Linked DNA regions of Sus scrofa: region 2 is linked to region 1. The links are chromatin contacts, called in public HiChIP or PLAC-seq maps. All regions are on one chromosome and are shown on one strand. The core of a region is the stretch at or near the end of the contact, and the rest is flanking DNA. Distances in the headings are between cores, read along the strand shown. Region 1 has its middle 390 kb from the start of FOXO1. Region 2 has its middle 300 kb from the start of FOXO1.

Region 1 (4,461 bases), core at 1,324-3,823:
GCCGGGGCGGTGATGGAGGAGAGGACATCCGTTCCCCTGAGAGCCTCGAAACTTAAATCCTGTTGTACAAAGCATGGATATGCAGGGGGTAAGAAACGCTCAATTGAGCAGGCTTTCACGGAACCAGCGCAGCAAATCTGTCTAACACCAGCCACCCGTGTCTCTCTTGGCTGGAGTCTTCCAAGCCCCTTGGTTTGTTCGCTGGCTGTGTTTCCACTCCTCTGCGAACGTGCTTTATAAATGGGCTATCTCAGGTTTTTCTCGGTGAGTGACGGCTCTGGGAACTTGCAGTGTGGATCTGAACAGCGTGCAAAATCGTTTCACTTTTAAGACAAAAGACATTAGCTTCCAGGCCCTTTCTTGGCCATCTCTACCTCTCCCCTCTTCCCTCCCTTCCCTCCTCTCCCTGCCTCCCCACGGCACTAAATAAAATGCTTAGAAAACAAAGGGCACAGCTGCCCTTTCTTCCCATTAAAACAATCAAGAATGATGGTGAATTTAATACATTTGATTAGAGAAACTCCAATTTGGTGCACTTGAATCAGCTGCCTTTGTCTTCAGCTCCCGATGGCCTGATTTCAGTGGAATGCCCTCTGCTGCCCACTGCCAGCTCCCTAGAGCGGGCAGAGAATTCAGCCTCTGAAAGCATTTGCTTGGCAGCCTCAGAAACAGGGTATTTAGGCTGTGGAAGGTGCCAGGCCCGTTTCTCACTAATCAGAGGGAGCACTTCATTAAATCATGACCACTTACTGGTGACCCTCGAGTTGCAACCCCCAGGGGCCTGGGGTCCTCTTTAGCAATGTTAATTTTTCATGGATTTTACTGCTTTTCTTAGCAATAAAATTACCATTAAGACGAAGGCCTGAATTCTATTCAAACAGCCCAGGAGATTCTGGTGTTCCAATTGCACAGAAGAAATGCAGAGATTAATAATTGCATTTACATATGGAGTTCCTTTTATCCAAAGAACAAGCATAACCCTAATAGAAAATAAGAAAATGTGTCATAATTTCCCCACCAGGTGTTATTAAGAGAGTCTAGATGGTGCCCAGGCATCCCCTACCTTCCTTACAGGATGCTTGGAAAGGAACTCATCTTGTGGGGCGTTTCAAGGCTTGAAGAATGCTGCTTATTTGCACTTAAAGTTTATGGAGATTTTTATGAAGGGCTCTCATTAAATATTTTTAAATAAATGCATGAATGCTCAAACAAAAAAGTATAACAATGAATTAAGGGTGAGAATTGACTCTCAAAGATGGATTGGAATTCTGCAGAAGTTCATAGAGGTTTCTGGAATCTATTTTACTTCCTAACCATTGCCAAAGTCAGAGACTACACTTGGGATGGACCGGTCACTAGAACCGTTAAAAGTACCTTCCACACTTTTATGAAGAAAAGGTCCCACATTTCCTGGTGTCCACCCCAAAGCAGCCGCCTAGCCTGGCGCCTTGCTGGATGACTTCTCTCCCCGGTTCCACAGCAGGAAGGCAGAACCAGGGAGCCGCAGCCAGGCGAGAAACAGCACCCAGGTTTCTGGGCTCCAGGGTCCATGCCGTAACTATGAGTCAGCCTGTCAACAGCCCTGACAAGGTACACACCAGGCCCTGCTGGGTCCAGGGAGAGTGACACCCTGTCCCAGCAGGGCCTGACTGACCCCTGCACCGCCGCCTTGGGGGTGGGCGGGGAGGTGAGCACTTCGCCCAGAGACCCATGTGTGCGCATCAGCTCTGCGGGCGCTGCAGGCCCAGGTCCCCCGAGGAAACCTGGGCTGGCTCTGGCTTTCCTCCCCAAGGCCCTCTGGTCCCAGGGCAAGAAAAATGAGCATGGCCTTCCAAGCAGGCCTGGTTTCCCAAGCGCACCCCCCCAGGCTCAGAGCCCAGGTGCAGGCCTGCAGGAGACACGGTCCTGAGCCACTGGCTCAGCCAGGCCACACGGAAGCCCCCACGGTGAACACGATAACGCCGGTGGCAAGAACACCACCAAGGCTGATTTTACCTTCCTTTTCAGTGTCAAAGTCGAGTTTTCAGAGTCTTATTGTCTAAGAAGGAGTGTGCAAAGACTTTCGCGCCCTATTATGGCATTGTGTTATGATAATGGAATGCTCGCCCCGCCCAGTCTGGCTGACCGGCCCCCAGACCTTGCCAACAATTATGCAGTTGCTCAGCGTGTGAGTGTCGCCTGGGGACAGCTTCCTGAGCCTGAGTGAAAGAGGCAGTGAAAGCCTCGAGCTGGAAAGCAGGGCCCGGCAGGCCAGCCCGGCGCCCCTTCTCCTCCCGCACAGACCCCAGGGCGCACCTCTCACCGGGCAGCCTCGCTCCTCTCTCCAGGAGCTCCGGGCCCTGCCCTGGGTCTCACAGTCCAGCAACTGCGGCTGCACCAACCGCTCGTTGTCTTTGATGTAACACACAATGGGTTCCAGAAAAGGAAGACACGATGCTCTTTAACCCGCTCGCTGCGTTCTGTTGGGAAAAGCTGAGTGCAGGGCAAGGGCTGCCCTTGACGAGGCAGAGCGGGGTGCCTGCTTCTGAGCGCTTCACTTTGCTTGGCAACCCGCGCTCGCTGCCCCTGAGCAGAACCATGTGCCCAGGACTCTCCCGGATTGGCCAATGCAGACAGAGGCTGGGAACCACCGACCGACCGACCGACGGAGGGAAAATGAGCTTTGTTTTTAAGCCCTCAAGCATCTGAAGAATTCTCAGGGAGGAAGTGGTGACAGGTTCTTTTCCATCACCACCGGAGCTGAGCACCAGGCGATGAAGAGCAGCTGCAGCAGGAGGGACCCGGGTTAGACGTGAGGCGAGTTTTCCAGACGGAGGAATGCTGGGCCCTGGCGTGTGTCACTGAGAGAGGATGCTGGAACATTGCTGAAGAGTGACTGTGCCTGGCCCGTTCCGTGGGGTGAGGAACAGAACCCTGGATTCTAGGGACCCCGAGGCTGGGGAGGTGGTGTTCACAGCGTTTTGTCTGGGTTGGGAATTCCTAGTTGTTAGGCTGCGGTCACCACGTCTCTTCCTCAGAATCACGCCGTGTGCAGGGAGAGCGGGGCCTTTCCGGCCCTGCGGACCCGTTCCGGGGGCTCCAGCCTCTGTCTAATCTGTGCTGCGGAAACGGCTGCCTGGGTCACCCCTTCCTTCCTGCTCTCGGCCGGAACCAGATTCCGAGGCAGAACAATGGCCACGGGGGCGCGTCTGGGGGAGCTGCTCGTCTTTTCCTTTTTCTTCACGGAAGTCCTTCACCTACGTGTGTGTGTTCAGGCGCCAGGCCCAGCCTCCTCCACAGGAGGGTGATGTCGGCAGCCTCGGGAGGCTTTGGAGCCTGGGAGGCCTCCGGCTCGGGAGGAAGCAGTCGTGGTCTCCTGGCTGAGGCGCTCCGTGTGCACAGGGTGGGCTCCGTGTGCACAGCGTGGGCTCCGTGTGCACAGGGTGGGCTCCGTGTGCACAGGGTGGGCTCCGTGTGCACAGCGTGGGCCAGGCAAGGTCCTGGGGCGGACGTCAGGACAGGCTGCCCTGCCCAATGTCTCCAAACCAAGTTGCGGGCCCGCGGCCGCCCATTTTCTGAGGTACTTCATTTCCGGGGCACCAGCCGAACAGTAGCCAGTCACCCTTGCTCTGTCTACACTGAAGCAGCATCAAAAGAAGTCACATCAGACTTCCTTGATGGTACCTCAGGCCTGAACCTCCCACTCACGTCTGTCCTGCCAGGAATTTGTGCGAAAGCCTGGCACCAAGCGTGCTTGGTGTTTCAGCCACGGACGCCCGCAGCCCAGCCCTGGCACGATCCCCTCCCCTGAACGTGAACACGCAAACCCTCCCAGCCACCTCCCAACCTCTTCCCGCGAAACCTCCCTCCTTTCTTCCGCATCAGCTCTACCACCGCATCGGCACCTGCGCGGATGTAGACAAACTGACCGAACGTTGCTCGCAAACACCCCTTCCCCTTCTGGGTGACGTGCTAGAGCAAAGCTGTGAAATTCACCAATAGCGAAGTTATTGCAATAAATGTACAACATTTGTTTTCATACATATGTCTGCATGGCTTTTGTCAATGACACACTGACCCAGTGTCCTATATAGGAAAGGAAAGAGATTAAAACCGTTATCCAAATTAGTAACTGCTGGTGTTGAATTAGGTCACTCTACACAGAGTACAAAGCAAAGGTATGTCCGTTTAATCCTGAAAATACTCACACTTAACATTTAAGATCATGTTTTGGGATGTGCCATCTCAGCGATGCCACAGAGTCACAGCTTCCCTGAGGCTCAGGTGTCCATCCCACCTCTTACCTCACATAGAACCTCTCGAAGGACAATACGGTACCTACAGGTCAAGAGAAAGGATGGCAAAGGCATTCCTGGCTTATTCTCATGCCCTCCAGCTGAAGACTCTAAGTGCATCCAAGATGCCCTCTGATGCTCAGAAGGAGGCAGACATGGGCCCTCACATCCCGCTTGACTCTAGCTG
Region 2 (4,611 bases), core at 1,026-3,525, 95 kb after region 1:
AGAGAGGCTGCGATGCTGCAGCTGGGCCTTGCAAATCTGAAATGTCGAATTTACGCCACTGTCATGCCAGCATCTTGCAAATCTGAAATGTCGAATTTACGTCACTGTCATGCCAGCATCTTGCTCTAACACAGTTTACTAAATAATAATACTAATAATTTAAAGCAGATATGATCTGGATCCTATCCAGCGGAATTTCATTAATAAAGTACCAAAAGCATACATCTGAAGAAGCAGAATCCAGCTTGGGCTCTGCAACAGTACATGGGCAGAGTTTTGGAATAAGATACTCAGTTATTTGCCAGCAGCGTGAACAAGTGACACCCGCTGAGTACATGATGGTGAGGATGATGATGGGGAGGGGAGGGTGGAGATGATACACATTCCTAGAACTCAGGTGCCAAACAATCTCGCAAGCACTTCACAGCTACTGCCCCCTTGAATCCTCACTACCTATGAAGTGCGGCTTCTGTTATTTCCCTATTTTACAGATGAGAGAAGCAATCACAGAGAGGTTAAGCAGCTTGCCCACAGTTACACAGCAAGTTCGTGGCAGAGCTGGGATTCCACCTCCACAGTGGGGCCCCATGGTGCACACACCACCGAATCTTTCCGTTATGCTGACACACACACACACATCAGCCAAGTGCCTCTTTCAGTTCCTACGCAAATCCAGGGATACAGGAAGTTCTGCAGCTGGCTGACATCAGCTTTTAAAAGCTCTGAAGCAGAGGTCGCTCTTAATCAGTCATCCAGGCCCAGGTGTCATATCCTTTGACCACCCCTTTTCCTAAGCAGAAAGGAGCATGGAGATACTCTCCCCACCCAAGGCTGGTTAGTTCTTTCCTTCTTCATGAGGGACTTCAGTTCATTTGTGTATGTGTGTGTGTGTGTTTCATTGCTGGACACTCACAAGCACATATAATATCCCAGATGCTGTCCAACACTGCAATTGGTAATTTTATGTGTCATCTTGGCTGCAGCCACAGTGCTCAGATATGTAATCAAATGTTAATCTGGATATTTCTGTGAGGGGATATTTTGCAGTGAGATGTAAATTCCAATCAGTGATCTTTGGGCAGAGCAGAGGGACTGCCACAATGTGGGGGGGCCTTGTCCAATCAGGTGATGGCCTGAATAGACCACAGGGCTCTGAGTAAGAGAAAACTCTACTAGCAGACAGCTTTTGGACTTGAATTGCAGCATCAGCTCTTCCAGGGTGTCTTAGTCCGTGCAGGTTGCTATAACAAAACACCACAGACTGGGTGGCTTACAGACAACAGAAGTTTCTTTCTCACAGTTCTGGAGACTGGAGGTCCAAGACCAGAGTGTCAGCATGGTCAAGTGAGGACTCTCTTCCAGGCCACTGGCCTCTCACTGGATCATCACAAGGCAGAAGGGATGGGGGAGTGACTTGATCTAGAGCCCCCCCCCCCTTTTTTAGGGCCACACCAGCGGCATATGGAGGTTCCCAGGCTAGGGGTTGAATCAGCTGCCGCTGCCAGCCTACACCACAGTCACGGCAACGCCAGATCTGGGGCACATCTGCAACCTACACCACAGCTCGTGGCAACGCCCATCTTTAACCCACTGAGCAAGGCCAGGGATCAAACCCAAGTCCTCATGGATACTAGCCAGGTTCTTAGCCTGCTGAGCCACGACAGAACTCCCTGGAGCCCCTTTCACAATCTCATTCATGGGGGCTCTGCCCTCACAGCCTAATCACCTGCCAAAGGCCCTGTGTTCTCATACACTCCATTGGGCATTAGGATCTCAACACGCGACCCTGGGGGGACACAAACATTCTGACCAGAGCACTGAGTCTTCAACCTGCCAGCCCACGCTGCAGATTTTGGACTTGTCAGCCTCCGTGATCACATGAGCCAGTTCCTAAAAGTAAACCTCCTTTTGCACATACACACTCTCTGTTGGTTCTGGTTCTCCAGCAAAGTCTGACACACTCACACACAATCAGTCGTGCTCAGGGCACATGCAGACTCAGCCAGATGTCCCTGGGACAGGGCAGGGGAGGGGGGGAGGCTCTGCTTTGAGGAGGGGACACTAGGGGACCTTTCATCCTTTACAAAGCGAAAATCTAAGATTTGGTGATTCCAATACATGGTACTTCCCTCAGTACAGATTCCAGCCTCGAGGAAAATGCTGTTCACCCATGTGACCAGATATAAAAATAGGACAGAGTATGAGGCTCTAGTTCCAATGTTTAAAGGGACAGGCACGTGAAGCCACCAGGCCTCACACAAGAAGGAAACCGAGTCTGTGACCCAGATCCTGTCACTGGCCTTTTAAACTCTGCATCACAGAAGTCACAAAGGGAGAGAGAAGCATGGCCCTCCCTTACCACATTTTTTTCCTAAGGGAAAAACAACAATGAGCAAAGGAAATCCTCTGTGGGAGACTTCCTACCATTCCAGAGCTACCATTCAAATAAAAAAAATTAAAAAAAAATAAAAAAACAAAACAGCTCATGGAACTGGGCCACCTCTGCCGGCAGAGGACCAGCACAGAACTTGACAAGGGCATCGTTTTACTCTTCCTGTTGAAGTTCTTCTGCAAGGAGCCTTGATCATCATCACTGAGCCAAGCTTCCTAGTGAAGGACACGTGCTTGGTACCCACCTCGACGTGGTGATGCAAGGCCATTGTCTGTGCCGGCTCCCCCATAAAAGGGATGTGTCACCTCTGGGGATGCTGTGGCTGTGACTGGGAGTCCCAACCAGACGCTGCTCTGAGAATGCGCACAAAGGGGGGCCTGATAGGACACCTCTCACCTTTCTGACACATGCTCTACGTCAGCCTCCTGCCGGACAATGTAACCAGGAACCCACTTCCCGTGACTTTAAAGGCACTAACCTCAAACTCCAACAAGTTTCCTAAAATGTCACTAATATAGTAGAAAACACCTCTGTACTCACGTCTAAGCAATAAAACATCATGCTGAGGTGTAAAATGCCGCAAGCGTCGCTTTCCTGATCACCAAAAAATTAATACGTTTGTAACAAAGTGATGCCTGAATGATGTCCTAGGGCCCCTCTCTCAGCTCTAACCACCAAGGCACACACCCCAAGTGGACTTCAATGAGCCTTGAAAACAATTCAATGAGTTGTATTTAGAATGTAACGCAAGACGATTCCCACAAATCATTTTACTTAAATGTTGTATGGAGTTTGGGGGTCATATAGAGACACGTTTTTCTACATAATCATTGACATTGAAAACCACTGTGTTGAAAGATACATACATTCTATGAAGTTGGGTTTTAATAATTTGAGAAGCATTCTATTGAGAAAACTGTTCCCCAGGGAGACACTGTGGAGAGTGTATCTACCAGTTATTTGCCTAGAGGCAGACCTCATTGTATTGCGCTTTGCAGATTCTGCATTTTTACAGATTGAAGGTTTGTGGCAACCCTGTGTTGAGCAAGCTTTTTGGCACCATTTTCCCAACAGTATTATTATTATTATTTTTTTAGCCTCACCCATGACATATGGAAGTTCCCGGGCCAGTGATCGAACCTGTACCACAGCAGTGACCCGAGCCACCTCAGTGACAGAGCCATATCCTTAACCCCACTGCACCACAAGAGAACTCCTCAGTAGCATTACTTTTTAATGAAAGTATGCACATTGGTTTTTTTTTTTTTTTTAGACATAATGCTATTGCACACTTAATAGACATCTATGAACAGGGTAAAGATCACTTTTATATGCACTGGAAACCAAACCATTCTGTGACTCGCTTTAATGCCATATTCACTTTACTGCAGTGGCCAGGACTGAACACAACCTCCAAGGTCTGCCTGTATTTCACTATCCATCTCCCCTCACTGGACCATACGCCCTGCAAGAGCAGGGATTACTTCTCTTTGGCTGCTAGTCCCCAGTGCCTACAAAGGACTGGATGCAAGTCCTCTGAAGTCCTGTAAAGGAGGTGTGTGATGCGTGGTGGATGATTACAGCAGCAACATCAGGGAGATAATGGATTGCTAAAATCCTCGTTGTCTACGAGGAGAAGCTTTGAACAGAGCACTGGACCAAGGAGTCAGAGTCATGAGTCTGGAGTCCTGCCTGGCTCCTCAGTCACTCACTGTAACTTCAAGCCTCTTTTTCCTATCCAGGCTCCAGATTATCTACAAGGCTCCAGCTCCATTTGGTTCCAATGGGAATAAGCCTATCAGGCTCCTCAGGGAGAGAAAAAAAGCAGATACAGTCTCTACTGGGAGGAAGTAGGGGGCAGGGACCAAAAGAGAAAGAAGGCAGAGCGTCTGGTTTGGAAGATGAGGCTTCGCTTTGCCCTCTCTTGGGCACTCCCTTCTTGTCCCATCACTTAGCACTTCCTGGTGATGTTTAAAAACAGAGAAACCATTTCAGAGGTACCTACAGTGTTCCCGGAACTCCGTCTGCGTTCCCTTTCGCAACAGTTCTACCTGCAGAACAAAAGGGCGGTTGGGCTTTCCAGCAAAGAGGCACGAAGCTGTGGTTTCCCCTGAGGTGTCACCCATCCGGCAATGCTGCTTCTGGTTAGGTGTGTTCGCAGCTGCTGCTCCCCATGGCAGGCTCGCATGCAGACAGCGCGAGCTGGAGATCTTCCAGGG

Evidence for each region. HiChIP or PLAC-seq counts read pairs in DNA pulled down with a chosen protein or histone mark.
Region 2: a contact with region 1 is called in an H3K27ac HiChIP or PLAC-seq map of skeletal muscle, with 5 times the contacts expected there. The contact joins two enhancer-like sites. A contact is called at or near these places in 1 of 5 promoter capture datasets (liver), 5 of 47 Hi-C or Micro-C datasets (alveolar macrophages, heart right ventricle, liver and 1 more) and 1 of 2 datasets of contacts at active chromatin or transcription factors (skeletal muscle).

The regions. Positions count from the first base shown.
Region 1 is chr11:15,012,943-15,017,403 of Sscrofa11.1, forward strand. No RefSeq gene overlaps it. Among named protein-coding and RNA genes, the nearest start is that of FOXO1, 390 kb to the right of the region's middle. Within about 2 kb of position 2,574, at least 52 of the 83 cell types and tissues checked have an H3K27ac peak or open chromatin away from gene starts, as enhancers often do. A contact at or near this core is called in liver and skeletal muscle, where this site is marked.
Region 2 is chr11:15,108,511-15,113,121 of Sscrofa11.1, forward strand. No RefSeq gene overlaps it. Among named protein-coding and RNA genes, the nearest start is that of FOXO1, 300 kb to the right of the region's middle. Within about 2 kb of position 2,276, at least 18 of the 83 cell types and tissues checked have an H3K27ac peak or open chromatin away from gene starts, as enhancers often do. A contact at or near this core is called in liver and skeletal muscle, where this site is marked.